2 separate regions of the Pan troglodytes genome follow, and region 2 is linked to region 1. The links are chromatin contacts, called in public capture Hi-C maps. All regions are on one chromosome and are shown on one strand. The core of a region is the stretch at or near the end of the contact, and the rest is flanking DNA. Distances in the headings are between cores, read along the strand shown. Region 1 has its middle 590 kb from the start of ZEB2. Region 2 has its middle 1.2 Mb from the start of ZEB2.

Evidence for each region. Capture Hi-C pulls out chosen DNA fragments and counts their contacts.
Region 2: a capture Hi-C map of stem cell-derived neural stem cells shows a contact between it and region 1, with 3 times the contacts expected there. The contact joins two enhancer-like sites. A contact is called at or near these places in 1 of 7 Hi-C or Micro-C datasets (stem cell-derived neural progenitor cells) and 1 of 1 other capture datasets (stem cell-derived neural stem cells).

The regions. Positions count from the first base shown.
Region 1 is chr13:47,146,873-47,153,614 of NHGRI_mPanTro3-v2.0_pri, reverse strand. No RefSeq gene overlaps it. Among named protein-coding and RNA genes, the nearest start is that of ZEB2, 590 kb to the right of the region's middle. Within about 2 kb of position 2,969, at least 1 of the 24 cell types and tissues checked has an H3K27ac peak or open chromatin away from gene starts, as enhancers often do. A contact at or near this core is called in stem cell-derived neural stem cells, where this site is marked.
Region 2 is chr13:47,790,423-47,797,164 of NHGRI_mPanTro3-v2.0_pri, reverse strand. No RefSeq gene overlaps it. Among named protein-coding and RNA genes, the nearest start is that of ZEB2, 1.2 Mb to the right of the region's middle. Within about 2 kb of position 3,029, at least 16 of the 24 cell types and tissues checked have an H3K27ac peak or open chromatin away from gene starts, as enhancers often do. A contact at or near this core is called in stem cell-derived neural stem cells, where this site is marked.

The sequences.
Region 1 (6,742 bases), core at 1,720-4,219:
AGGTGATGCCAGTGGCATCCTTGTTCCTCCTGCATTTTCTTCCTCTGCAGTTTAAGGACTCTTTCAACTGTGCTCCATATATGCTTTCAGTAACTAACAGCTATTAACCAGGCATTTGGAAAACTGCTTAAGACATATTTCCAACTTTATTAATAAATGCCCCTTCAGTGTAAATATTAAACTTTAGAGTTTTTATTGAATTCTTCTTTATCTATTGTATTTTCTAGCTTTAGAAATTCTTCATTATACACCTGTTACCTCAGCAAGATACGTGACACTTATCTGAATTCTACTTTGACCCTGCACTGCTGTTGAAATATCAAATTTGAAAGAATAAGTAGGAATAAAGGATATTCTTAAGATAGCCAGAGAATCATTCACTTGAAAATTTCTCCATTATTTTGCAACTCTGAGAAGTCGCCAACATCATTGTGAGATTTGGCTTGTGTACACCTGGAAAATGTGAGATGTGAATATTTCATGTTGACACTCTGGCTTCACTTCCTCAGGGGTGGGGGAGGCAGGCTGAACTGCATGTGTTCAACCTATCACTAAACTGTAACTCAGTATATGCTATAAGGGGTTTACTGTGGCATCTTAGTCTTGCAATATTTACTCCCTATCTTTTCACCCAAAATGAGTTTATTTAACTGTTTATGTATTGGAACAAGTACTGTTCAGGGTCAGATTTAGCCCCAGGTAGAGGAGGCAGATGTTCATGGGGTATGATTTAAAGAAAGTCCACAGTCTTTTACAGAAAATACTTTTCCTAATAGCCTTACTGAAATTCCCACATTAGTCACTTCCTTGGAATGAAGTAGTGAGGGGAAAAAAATCTGATAAAATATGCAAGCTATCCAAAAGTTGTAGTACATAAAGCCCCTTTCACTAATAGATCAAATTAGATAAGCAGTCATTTAGAAGGATTAAAGAGAGAAAAGATTGATAGAAAATGGGAGGAAAACAAGGCAAGGAGCTTGTCCAAGCTTGGAAAGGCAACACAATCTGAAGGAACTGATAAAAAGAGAGATGTCACTAGGGATAACTTCATGATCTTAAAATGATTGCTTATGATCAAACACAGTGCTATATATGCATATGTCCATCCATATATCCAGCTATCCTTCCACCCATCCATTCATCATCTATTTATTCATTCATTTAACAAATGTTTATTGAGTAGTTTTGTACAATGCACTGCAGTGATACACTAACGACACAGAGATGAAGGGTGCTCAAGTGTTTATTCTCAAAGAGCTTACAAAGAAATGAAAGCAGGTAAATAAAATTTATAAATCTGGGTCTTAAATGCTATAATAGAAATCAGCTCGTGGTGCTACAATAGCAAGACTGACATTACTTTGAGATAAGACATTGTTCCATAGGTATATTTATTTATGTAATCCTTCCAGCAATGCTCTGAGGTAGGTACTATTATCAGGTCCATTTTACAGAGGAGGAAATGGTGATAGACCATAAGTAACTTTCCCAAAATTCTGCAGATAGAAATAAACAGGATTAGAATGTAAGCCTAATTTACTAGCTCCCAAACCCGTTTTCCTGACTCAAGAACCCACAGGTGTCATAGCTAACCTATCACCAGATTTTAATAGTCATCTATGTTTGAATTTTTGGCTAGTCAAGAAAGAAATATAGCTGTTCACCTCAGGTGTCCAACCTCTGATAGGTAGCCTGACAGCAGGACTAATTTGCTATTATCCCACCGATTACTTCACTTGGTAAATAGGATTTACCTATGACTGGTATCACAGGATTATGATAGCCATAACTTCATTCGCTAGAGCCTCACTGTAAACAACATGACTGGTTGAACGTTTAAACATTAAGGACACTCATTGGTGAACTGTATCCTTAAGGATTAAAAAACGTTATTAGGACACCTTTGAATTATTATGATTTGGCCATTTTCATTGTGAGTACAGACAGGCGTTGGGTATTTCTCAGGTTCACAAAGCAGATAGTCGATTAAGGAGTACAGGGAGGCCAGTGGAGATTTGTGAGCAAGACAAATTTTGTCAGGGAATAGGGAGGAGACCTAGGAGACTGTAGCATCTAATTTGATACATTATAAGCCACAAACATGTCTGAATGACCAAGAGCCAGCCACAACCACAAAATAACCAGGATAGGTCTGGAGTCAGCAGGGAAGAGCTAGGAAGAAGGCCAGGCCGATAATGAAAGGGGGCATTAAGGTACACATTAAACTCTCCAAAGAGGGAAAAATAAGCAGAATTTCCAAGGCATCCCTAACAAATTTGAAGTATTAACATTTTTGCTAAAGCAGCAAAAATGGCAAATTTGCTGGTTTCACTAAGTACATTATATTGCCTTTTTTTTCTTCTCTTGAAGTGGGGAGGTGGTAAGGCTTCACTGAGCCGTAGTGAGTGAGGATGTAAGAGACTTTTCAAAAGTGGCACAGCAGCCAATTACTTGGAGTTCAGAAGGAGTGGTTTATTTTTCTGGCATTGGAAAATCAGCATATTTGGAGCTGACGTCCAATGCCTTAGCTGGGTTGCCTGAACAACTTGGGACTCCAGATGGGAGAGTAGCTGCCTTATTTCGTGGAGTAAGCTGCCACTGAAACCCGGGGCCCCTGATTGAAATTTCAGACATCTGATTTTGTCAGAGTTCGGATACCTTTCCTTTGAAATGCCCTGCCTTAATAACCGCTCTAACCCATTGCCAATCTTTCCAGCAAACATGTCTCCCAATGATTGGGAAAATTAATGAACAGGCACTAGCTAATATAATTAAACCCAAACACTCCTGATTTCAGTATTAAGAAAAAGCCACTGCCCTGATTTTCTCTTGACAACACAAAAAGTCTTGCCATCTTCGAACTGTTTAATTATTGAAATGAACTGTAACGGTACACCGGATAGGGGCAAAGGTCACTGAGCACGACTGGAAGTGAGAAAGCGGGCAGGGGCTGACAGAAGGGCCTGCCAACGCCTGGGGCTGCAGCTACAAACCCACACACTTTTTCTCAGGCATCCAGTCTCCGATAGGTAGCCTGATAGCAGGACTAATTTGTTAGTATTCCAGAGGTCCAACGGTGCTTGCTTGTTTCAAGACAAGCCAAAATATGCTCTGGTGACCACCACGACATTGCAATTCCCATGCCCTACCACATTCCTCTTTTCAGATCCCAGGCATTTTTTCCCTTCCTTTTTTTTTTTTTGCCTCCCTACGTGCAGTCCAGGATGTAGACAAAATGAATTCCAAGTGACCTATGTGGGGGTGGATTTTTTTTTTAGAAACAAACAGCAAATTAAGTGAAAAAAAAAATCCTGTTCTCACTTTTTTTTTTCCTTTTTGGAGGGGGTGCATATGTTTATTTTCTCAGGGATACTCTCTGGCAATGGCAACAGAACTTAGTTCTATGAAAGTGACATTTTTTTCCTCAAAATGTTTAAATTCTAAATATCAGCCCCCGGTTTTGCCTGACTTTTTTCTCTGCCTTTCAAACCTAATAAAATCTATGGCAATTTCTGTCTTTAAATAGAGATGTCCAATTTTCTATGATTCTAGAACACCAACATCTGGAATCGTGTTTTTTTCCCCTAAAATATCATTAATAATATTTAGACTATTACCAGAGATGGTGATAGGGGGAAAACCTGAAAAAAGTTGCTAGAAATGTTGATAGTTGGTAAATCAGAGTAAAAGTATAATTTTAAAATAGATTTGTCAAATTAATAATTAAGCAAAGTTAGAAAAATAAATACGTTCAATGGTTGGATAAAAAGATAATTTCTAAACATTTTAGTTTAGGTGCTCTAAATTACAAACATAACTATTTTTAAGAAAAATAACAATTAGAAGTAACAGGATTTTGGGTAGTACCAGGGATGACCTCAAGCAAACTTGTAAAGTTGATATGACTTGCCTTTCTCATTTCCAGTCTTCCCTTTCTGTACCATTCTCTTTGATGCCACCCTTCCTGCACTGCACATCTAGTACCGGTGGGACCTATTAGTATTATTTATCTCACTCAATATTACTGTCTTCTCAATCTCAAATCACCTGATTAACACTTACTCTAAGGCTAAGAAATGACAGGGGCTTAAAGGGAATTAATAATCTTTTAATAATAGAATGTGGATATGTGGCACATTTTTAAGATCAGCAAAGATAATGGGAGGACTAGATGTTCCTGTATATGTGCATATCATTTTTAATCTAAACTGGAATACCTTTGAGAGTGAAAGAGGAGAAATTAATGATTTCCATTAGACAAGAAGCCTAAGTCAGAAATATTCCAAATAAAATGGGATAATGCTTGATAGTAAAGAAATTCATGTTCAGACATACATGAGATGGCAGCGTCTTGTCATTTTTCCAGGCAGACTACCCTTTGTATCTTTCACATACAGCTCCCATCCCTTCAGCCTTACCTGCTGGATCCACATTCCCAGATTCCTAGGGTCTTATTTTAACCCTTGCCATCACCAGATATTTTCCAGCCTTTCCAGATTGATGTACTGGGACCAGGTAAGAATTTAGTGTCTCTAGTCTAGTGTCCAAAAGAGAGGGCTCTCTTCCATTCCTCAGCTTCCCTGTCCTGGTCTAGCTACCAGAGAGCCAAGACTCCCCACACGAAGAAAGCATTGTCAATTATGCATCGTTCCATGGGTGAAACAATAAGGACATGTGAAAATGCAACAGGACTTTATCATAAGCTGACTTAGTAGTACAAGTATTTAGTATCATAGGAAGAAAATCCAATTCTCCACAATATTACAGTGTATAGAGCAAAAATCTGGTACAGCCATGATGAATTTATTAATCGTTCTACAGGTCCCCAGACACAAAATAATAATAAAAAAGATCCCTAGCACTCCTTTGGAGACGTTTTGTGAAAAGGTGAAGAATGGCTAGCAATGGTTTTCAAACTTTAGTATGTATAGGAATCTCTGGGGCCCTTATTTAAAATGGACTTTAAGTTCTACCCCTCAGCAAGCTTGATTAGATGCGCAAGAATCAGAATGCTTAATAGGTGCATCTGGCCATTTGAATTTAAGAGGTTTATGCAACCAAAAACACAGGTAAAAGCTTCATCTTACTGAGTCATTCTTAGTCATTCTCTTGCCAACACAGAGGATGTCATAGGCATATATGCAACCTTTTCTTAGTGCCTAGAAGTTGTCATATGTTGGGAGGTTGGGAGGGGTGTACAGACCTACGTACCTATTGGACAAGAGGTTTCCTCATTCTTATAAAAGTGGCATGCTGTATGTGTCGTAAAAATAGACCGAGTTTGGCATAGACTTGAAATTAAGGACTAAGATCAGTCTCCAGAGAAATAATGTTAAGTGCAGCCTAAACCCCATTCAAGAAGAATCTGTGATTCCCTTTATGATCCAGCCTTGGCAAAGAAAATGTGGTTAAACTGTGGCTCAGCCACCTCCGCGATGTAGCGGAACAAACACTGCAGGGAACATGAATGAAATTACTGTTAGGAAAACATCTGAATTTTTCAAACCAGGTGAGTTTTCCTCCTTGGTTGTCTAATTTAACATTCCAAAATGGGAAGAAAACCAGCATCTGTAAACTGTACTTAATCCATTCTTTAAATAGCATTACAGCCTTTTTCATTTCTCTCCACACTGCATTTTGTTGTTTTTGTCTCAGAGGCTTTAACACAAGGCCGGGACTTGCATTGGGAGGCCTGCGGATTACAGGAAATAATGACCTGTACATATTTAGTTGTTCAAAGGAAATTAGAGTAGCCTGATTTTTATTATTCCCCATTGCCCCACATTCTCTGGTGTAATAACTTGCCCTGTTCTCTAATTTACTTTTACATCATCGGAAATGTATACCATTTAGCCCAGATTCTCCCATGACCAATCAGGACCTGCTGCTGAGCTAGGTTAACAAAACGTTGCACGGAATGGCAAGCCTTCCTAATGCAGGCCAGCCAAAGTCAATGCAGAGCTGCTCACTCCAGAAAGTATGTGAACTGAAGAAAGTCATTTACCAACTTCTTCCCTTAGGTAGCCAGTGACCACTGTATGCCCCTGCTGTTAAATGTGACAGCTAACCTTTTCAGGACTGGTGTCATTTTAGATTAACCTTCTCTCGTAAAAATGTGTAGGCAGTTTCCTTCTGGTTGCGCTTTTCATTGTTAATCCATCAATGTATTTCCAGTGACACTGCCTCCTCCTTCTATCTTTCCTTCTCTCTCATCCCAACTCTTACCACCCAGCTTGGATAGTCTCATTAATGTTTATATTCAGAATCTAAAATTCATCTGCTTGCATTTTTTTTCTTTAAAGAGGAAACATAACTGTTTTGGACTTTGTTTTTTAAAAGAGTTATGATTAGATATTTAAATCATGGTTTTATTGGGACTTTCTAGTCCCATAGCACATATCACCTGTATTTGCTATATTATTGAGGGGAGAGAGAAACATAGTGAGAAATACATGCTGATAGCAGATAAATATCACAATATTTCCAGAACATTTGCAACTTACCAGCATTTCTTCCATTACAACTTGATGTATGTTTTATGGACACTTTGAGAGGAAAGCAACATTTGAAAGCCAAGACAAGCTGATTTTTGTTAGATTCTGCATGTTTATTCGGGACCTTTAATGAAGTTTTGCAAATTCTCTCAGTTCCATTGCAGCAGTTTTAAGTTGTGTGCTCTTTAACTGGTAGGATTTGGCAAGATAAAAATGAAGAGAAGTAGTAAGTAGTTTTAATAATCATA
Region 2 (6,742 bases), core at 1,780-4,279, 640 kb before region 1:
AAAGTTTAAAACTTTTAGTTCTCATGTCCCTCGCTACAGTTTTTCATATGAAATCAGTCATAGTGGCAGGTATTTCACATTATTTTTTTCTCATTTGAAATCTTGCAAAGTGTGTCTCATCTATTCTTCAACATATTAAAGGGCTAGTTTGGGTGCCAGTAGTCTCTGCAACTTCAGCTAGGTCCAAAGTCCAGCTACAATGACCAAAGCTGACATTCCTGATAGAGCCAGGCATTTATGGAGCAGTCAACTCCTGTCAAGGTCTCAGGGCTGTGAGAGTTAAAGAAATACAACCCCTGAAATGGGCAAGAACTCATTTACTGTGCCCAAGAGCCATCATATAGAAGAAGAATACCACCTGGAATTTCAGCAGGCAGATGAAGACATGAGTGGGTGTTCATGACATGTGGGTTTGATTCAGATTCAACCTAGGAAAGACGGTAGTGAACAATGCTGATGAACTTTCAACATCTTTGCAATTACGGGGGGATTCTTCTTCTATACTCAATTCCAAGCTCTGCAGAGGCAATTTTGTTTACCGCTGTAGCCCCATTTCCTGACTGGTGTGAGACAATAAACAAACACGGAATAGAAAGCCTAGAAGAGGAGAGAGTGCTTCTTCAAAACATGTTCAAGCAATACTCAGATCTCCATGCTAGGAGAAATTTGTGAAGAGGCTGATCTGTAAGCCTCCATCCAACACTAGGATTCTAGGATTCTCTGAATAACAAAATCAATTACTAGTTGGATTCATCTAAGAAAAGGCAGAAAATGGATGGCATACAAAGAACCACTGGCCCAGGCCCTGCAGGTGATGCTGGAAGTGGGGGCGGTGCCATAGGCTGGGTCCCTTCGGAAAAAGTGGGGGTGGTGCCATGGGCTGAGTCCACTGCCGTCAGAGTGAGGAGCAGAGCCTGATGGCTTAGCTGAAGGGTAGATCATTGGCATCAAGTCGTTCCATTAGCCATAGTGCTTTTCCATATTTCCAGCAAAAATGTAGAAGACTGTGCTTCCTAAACAAAATAAGAGAATGCAAAGGTAAAAAGCAGGCAAATAGTCTTGGAAATGAAATGAAAACACAAAAATGAAAACAAAAACCAAGTAAACAAAAATCCAGGAAATCTAAAAGGAATAAATGTAGAGCTGGAAGTAGTAAATCAGAAACAAATGGAAACATAGTGCTGTGTTTTCCATTACCCACTTTAACCAAACTCTATAGTTAAAACTTTTCATCCAGTATCTTAGCAATGTGGTAAGAACCTGTAATTGGTTTATTACTGAAAATCAATGCTGTTAAAAACCCCCTTGTCTGAAAAGGAAATCTAAATATAAGACTGATACAAATGGGTCTTTATACAATTGTATTTCTTAATTGATGATACATAATGTAATTCTTTATTGGGAACGGGCTTCACCTGCCTCTAGGGAAGGGGTGTTGGTTGGAGAGACAGAGTGAAGCATGTGTAGGTTGCAGCGCCGGGCCCAGGGACTGACAGGTAGCTATGTGAAAGGCCTCAGATCCTTTCCGGAGGCGCCTAGTCCCCACTCCAGCTCCTCCCCGTCTTTAACCACAGCTCCAGAGCAAGTTTGTCTCTGCACATAGAGACTGGCCTCCGGCTGTAGCAGGATGCAGGAACTGCCAATGTAGTGCATTGTTCTTGAGTTTCCACAGTCCTTCCTTCTCTATCTCCATCCTTTTACAGCAAGCATTTCTCCTCTTGTAAATAAACAAACAAACAAAAAGAAAGCAGTAATTATTTTTTCAAACACTTTCCTAATATAAGTTCTGGAAACACCTGCCTTCTTTCTACACTTTGTAAGCACAGGTTTGGGGTCCAGCAAGCGGTATTTTAAAAGGGCCATGATTATCTGGTACTAGAAACAGCAGCAGCAGCTCCTAATTCAGATCTTTTAAATCGGTCTTCTCAGAATGCATACATTTGGAGAATTTGAAAACTTGGTCCTCTGAGGCCTGTTACTTCTTCTCCCTGGATCTTACCTTTAAATGGCTGAAGATATAATGCCTCAGAGACTTAAGGTGAGTGGAGATAGATTTGCTAGGTCCCAGAGTAATCAGAAAGGCAAAATAGCTTTGTAACTCTCTCTCTCTCTGCATTGTTCCCTGAAGAGCAGCTGCAGTAGAGTGTGGACCCCGTGTTTGCACATGGCAGAAACTGGGCTGCCTCACATTTAAGGCCTAAGTTAGCCAACTTGTCAATGAATGCCATTAGTGCAGACGGGCCACAGGCACTCAGGGATGGAGTGGCAGGCAAGCTCAGATCAGCTAAGGAAGAGCAGGCATCGGGTGGTAACAACTTTCAGTCATTACTGACCTGGGCTCTATTCAAACCAGTGACCTAGAAATGAAGGGCTCCAAATCCCATTACTAATTCCCCGAGCCATCAAGTCTCCCCTATGGCCTGGATCTTGTCCTGAAACCCAGGTCTCCTGTTGAAATAGCATTAAGACAGCAGCCACTGCGTTGGCAGGCAAGGTTTTTAAAATAAAGGGAGGGGAGGGAATGTGCACGTAGAGTTGGCTTTAATTATTACTTTAAAGTTTTTTAGCTCCTTTCAACCTAAAAACCTGAACCTTCTTTAAAGTCACATGCTTGCCAGCCAGCACAAAAATGGTGTTCAAACAAGCACAGCTTTTTATTTTGTTTGAATGGTGAAAATACACATGCCCCCTCCCAAATCAAGGAATAATGAGAGGAAACCAAATGAGAGGAAGTTGTTGAAAAGCAAAGAAAGAGATTAAATGAGTATTGCGAGGACAAGAATATTTACTGCCAAAATAAGAAAAGGAGCTAAATGAAAGCACCCTTGAGCCGCGTTCTCCCTCACTTCTTATCTCTCTGTCACCCTCTGAATCCCTCTCATCAAAGAGGGACAATTATTTTTCCGTAAAAATGTGGGATTTTTGTCAGTGAGGTGAAGCCCATGCAAAGTGAGCTGGATTAAAAACTGCATGTAAAGTTCTGTCTCATGTTTTAAGCCAAAAGCACCAACTTTACAAACTGTCCTGTAGATGGAGCTGTACTCTGCAATTCTAAGATCACTGCCTCAACAATGAAGCAATTGTTTCCTGTCTCCACTTAGCAATTCCTCCCTCTCTTTCAGTTCTTTCTGCTTGCATGTTCTATTTATTTTAATGTATACCTTTGTGTAGAGCCTGTCTCTGAGTGGTTAGATACCCCGTTGATATGTGGCCTTCAAGGGGGAAAAGGGAGTGCAGCCTATTCCCATGACATCCTAAGGCTTTGTAGAGCCAAAAAAACCTTCTCAGGAACACCTAATCCTTGGGCTCTGTCCAAGTACCACAATCTCTCTGTACAACTGACATGGGCCACTTGGGACACTTGAGAGTTTTAGGTGTGTCTCTCTGAAGTCAGCCCCGGCCAAGCATGAGGCAAATGTGCCCGACCAAAGAAAATAAATTATGTGGACTCCAATTTTCAGCAGTTATGAAGTATTGAATTACACATGCAAAGAATTCACTTTGGGATTAACCCTTTGGAACCGAAACACAATCTTGTCACAATGCCTGAGAAGGGAGCATGCTCTGAGTGAGGCCTGACTTTCCAAAGACACAGAGGTTGCTGACCAGGAGACAGATATGCTCAATGCAATAAGAATGGAGATAAATGCAAATGTCTTATGTGGGCATGGAAGAGGGTATATGTGGGGGTTCTGCCCTGTCTCTGGATAGGCTGTTGCTGGCATTGTAAAGTTTAAGGATTCACTGCAAAGGCCACTTCAGCACTTAACGGGAATGCATCTTAGCATAATTCACACAGTCCCTGTGGCTGCTTCTTCATTCAGATTTAGAGAAGTGGTTGAAAGCCACTGGAACTTGACTGAAATCACAACTACAGAACCCCTGAAACGGCATTCATCCTCCATGACTCATTGAGCGATAGAAAAGGACATCCTGTCCTACCCCTTTAAGAATTCCTAGTTCCCCATAACTATCTGAAGCACTAAGCTGTGAGTACACGACGTAGCTGAAATTTAACACATAAACCCTGCAGTAGAAAAACAAAACAAGGCCATTTGTTTTCCCCTATAAAGCTATTTATTTACCAAATGACCATAGAAAGCAAACCTCCAACAATAACAGGAAACAATCAATCTTGAAAAACTTAGGGAAAAATTTTTTTGGAGCAAAGTTAACTTTTTAATAAAGTAGGTGTCTTGAGTATGCAAAGCAGGATGTCAGGAAACAGGCAACCTTGCCCCTCTTCCCCTCAGGTTATTATCAGAAAATGTGTGATCTACAGGAGGGACACTGTTTTGGGACTGATAAGCTGTGTCTACGTAAAGATCCCTCACTTATTTCACATGTGCCCTGGAGGAAATAGAACTGTACAACGATATCCCTGAGAGACACTGTGGACCTCATCCACTGCCCTCATATTAACCAATGAAGAAACTGAGTTGCTCAAAGTTGCAACAGATACAACTAAAAGCAGTAGGACATTTTATGTAACTTATTTCTAAAACAACAAATCTCTAATCAGAGAAATATCTCTATGTGTCAGTTGCTCTTGCCTGTTCAGAGGGATGATAACTATCTTTTCAAGTACTTGCTATTTTGAGTTATATGGAATATTTTGAGACACATGTAGAGATCTGCTAAAACGATTTGAGTGATAATAACTGGGTGTATGCGTGTTAGTATGTGAGAAAAAAGAGAAAGAAATGAATGAGAGGGAGAGATAAAGACAGGGAAATAGATGAAGTTTCTGACATCATATGATTGTTGGGTGGAGTAACTAATAAAAGTAATTGCTAAGCACGGTGAAATTAGACTGCTGTGTAAAGCTAAACCAGGATGAACCAACATTTGCAAATATCATGAGACTTTTATTTTCAACAGGTGGCATTTTAGAATGCAAACTAGTAGCATGCAAGTGAGAGCGCGCTGTAAAGGGGAAGAGATGTGGGGATTTACACACTTAGGAAATCGGGGTGACTAGAAAACAATGTTTTATGTTTGCAGTCTCACAGATCCACTTATTGAGAGGAATGGCTGATTAGAAATATGCTTAGAAAATGCTTCTCTTATTTTTACTGGCAGAGGGTTAACGTAGGTTTCTACTTACAAGGTAAGAAAATCTGCTGTGAAAGGAAAAAGCCAACTGACACTGCTTGTGGACAAATGTGTGTGAGCCAAAAACTGAAATGAGGCAGGCAATAAAACCATATCAAAGCCCACCCGTTGCCCCTATCACAATATTCTTACCAAATTGTCTTGCCTTTATCAGGCCCACCCTCACTTATTTACTGAGATAAGAAAGAACTTTTTTGCTGGCAAGCACCCCAAGTTTGATTTATCATTCACAATAGGAAGACTCTGCCAAGTAAGCCTTCATAATTCCCAGCCCTTAAAATTATTATCATCATTGGGTTTAAAAATAAGGCCAGAGGTGGTGGATGTGTACGCAGTATGACTGGAAAGAAGCTGGTTTGTTAAGGCTGGTTCTCTCTGCCAAAAAAGTATCATAAAAGAGGTGCCTAGTTCATGTCAGACCTAAGGAAATATTTTCCCCAAGCTGTTTGCAGATAGCACGCGGTTTGTGTAGTGTGACAGTTGTCCTAAGAATATATTACTTCTCCTAAACAGGAGGCACAGACTCAAGCATCCTCTCTGAATATAATGGTGATCTTATTTGCCTGACCAAGGAATAAAAATGTTCAACCACAAGACATGTCCAAAAAGGTTACTGTAATTTTGTGGCAATGTGAATTATTCTCTACCCGTCAGATAACTGATAACAGCTACCTTTGAATATTAACAGGGTATGAGGAACTCAGGAATTTTCCCACAGTGAAGACTAAAATATAATCCCAACCCCACTTCTCCCAATCCTACCCCTTGCAAGAAGTGTATACTTTTTAATGGTTTAATGGATGCACAATGGAGGCAAAATTGAAATGTGTGATGCAATAAATTTAGTGGAAATCAAACATAGGTTTCCAGAAATCCTAACTTCCCAGCTGTACTTCAAAGTATTATAAAAGGGGCCAGATCTCAGATTCTCCCAGTTTAAGTCTTCACAGCTTTAGTTTGAAAAATAATTTGATTTTAAGTGAGAGCTTCCATTGGACATGTGCAGAATTCAGTGTGCACGTGTAATTTCGAGGTGAAGTTTTGGCTTGTTATCATTAAAAATAATCTTTAGTTTCTCTTTTTGTCTCCTTTGTTTGTTTGAACATACAGTGAAAAATAGCTGTAGAACTTTTTTGGTGGAGTGCACATATTATTTTTTTAAACCAGACAAAGGCATTTTGACCAATGTGTATTATGAGAGCAGATTTTATATAAATATATGTGTATAAAATAAGCTCATTTGCACATGGCTCAAGGGAAGCTAAACTCACTATAGAAGCTTCTCTAATGTTTATTTCAGCCTAGTTTTCAGATTTCAATATGTGTAGGGAAAATAAATGCAAGTGGAGAATAGTATAGGGAAGAGGGCTACATCCTGTAACTTGCATTTGTCTTGATATGATGCACAGAATAGAAACCGACTGAGTTTCTTTATCAGTCAGATACCGACCTGTTGACATTCTATCAGAAGACACTGCCCAACAACAGCACACTTCCTTCAAAATGCCACTGAAACCAAAATATGTGACTCTTACTGTGTTTAAAACTATCGATGCCTTATCAATCAATGTATCTATCTACCAATCTATCTAATCTATGCATCATCTATCATCTGTCTATCCTCTAC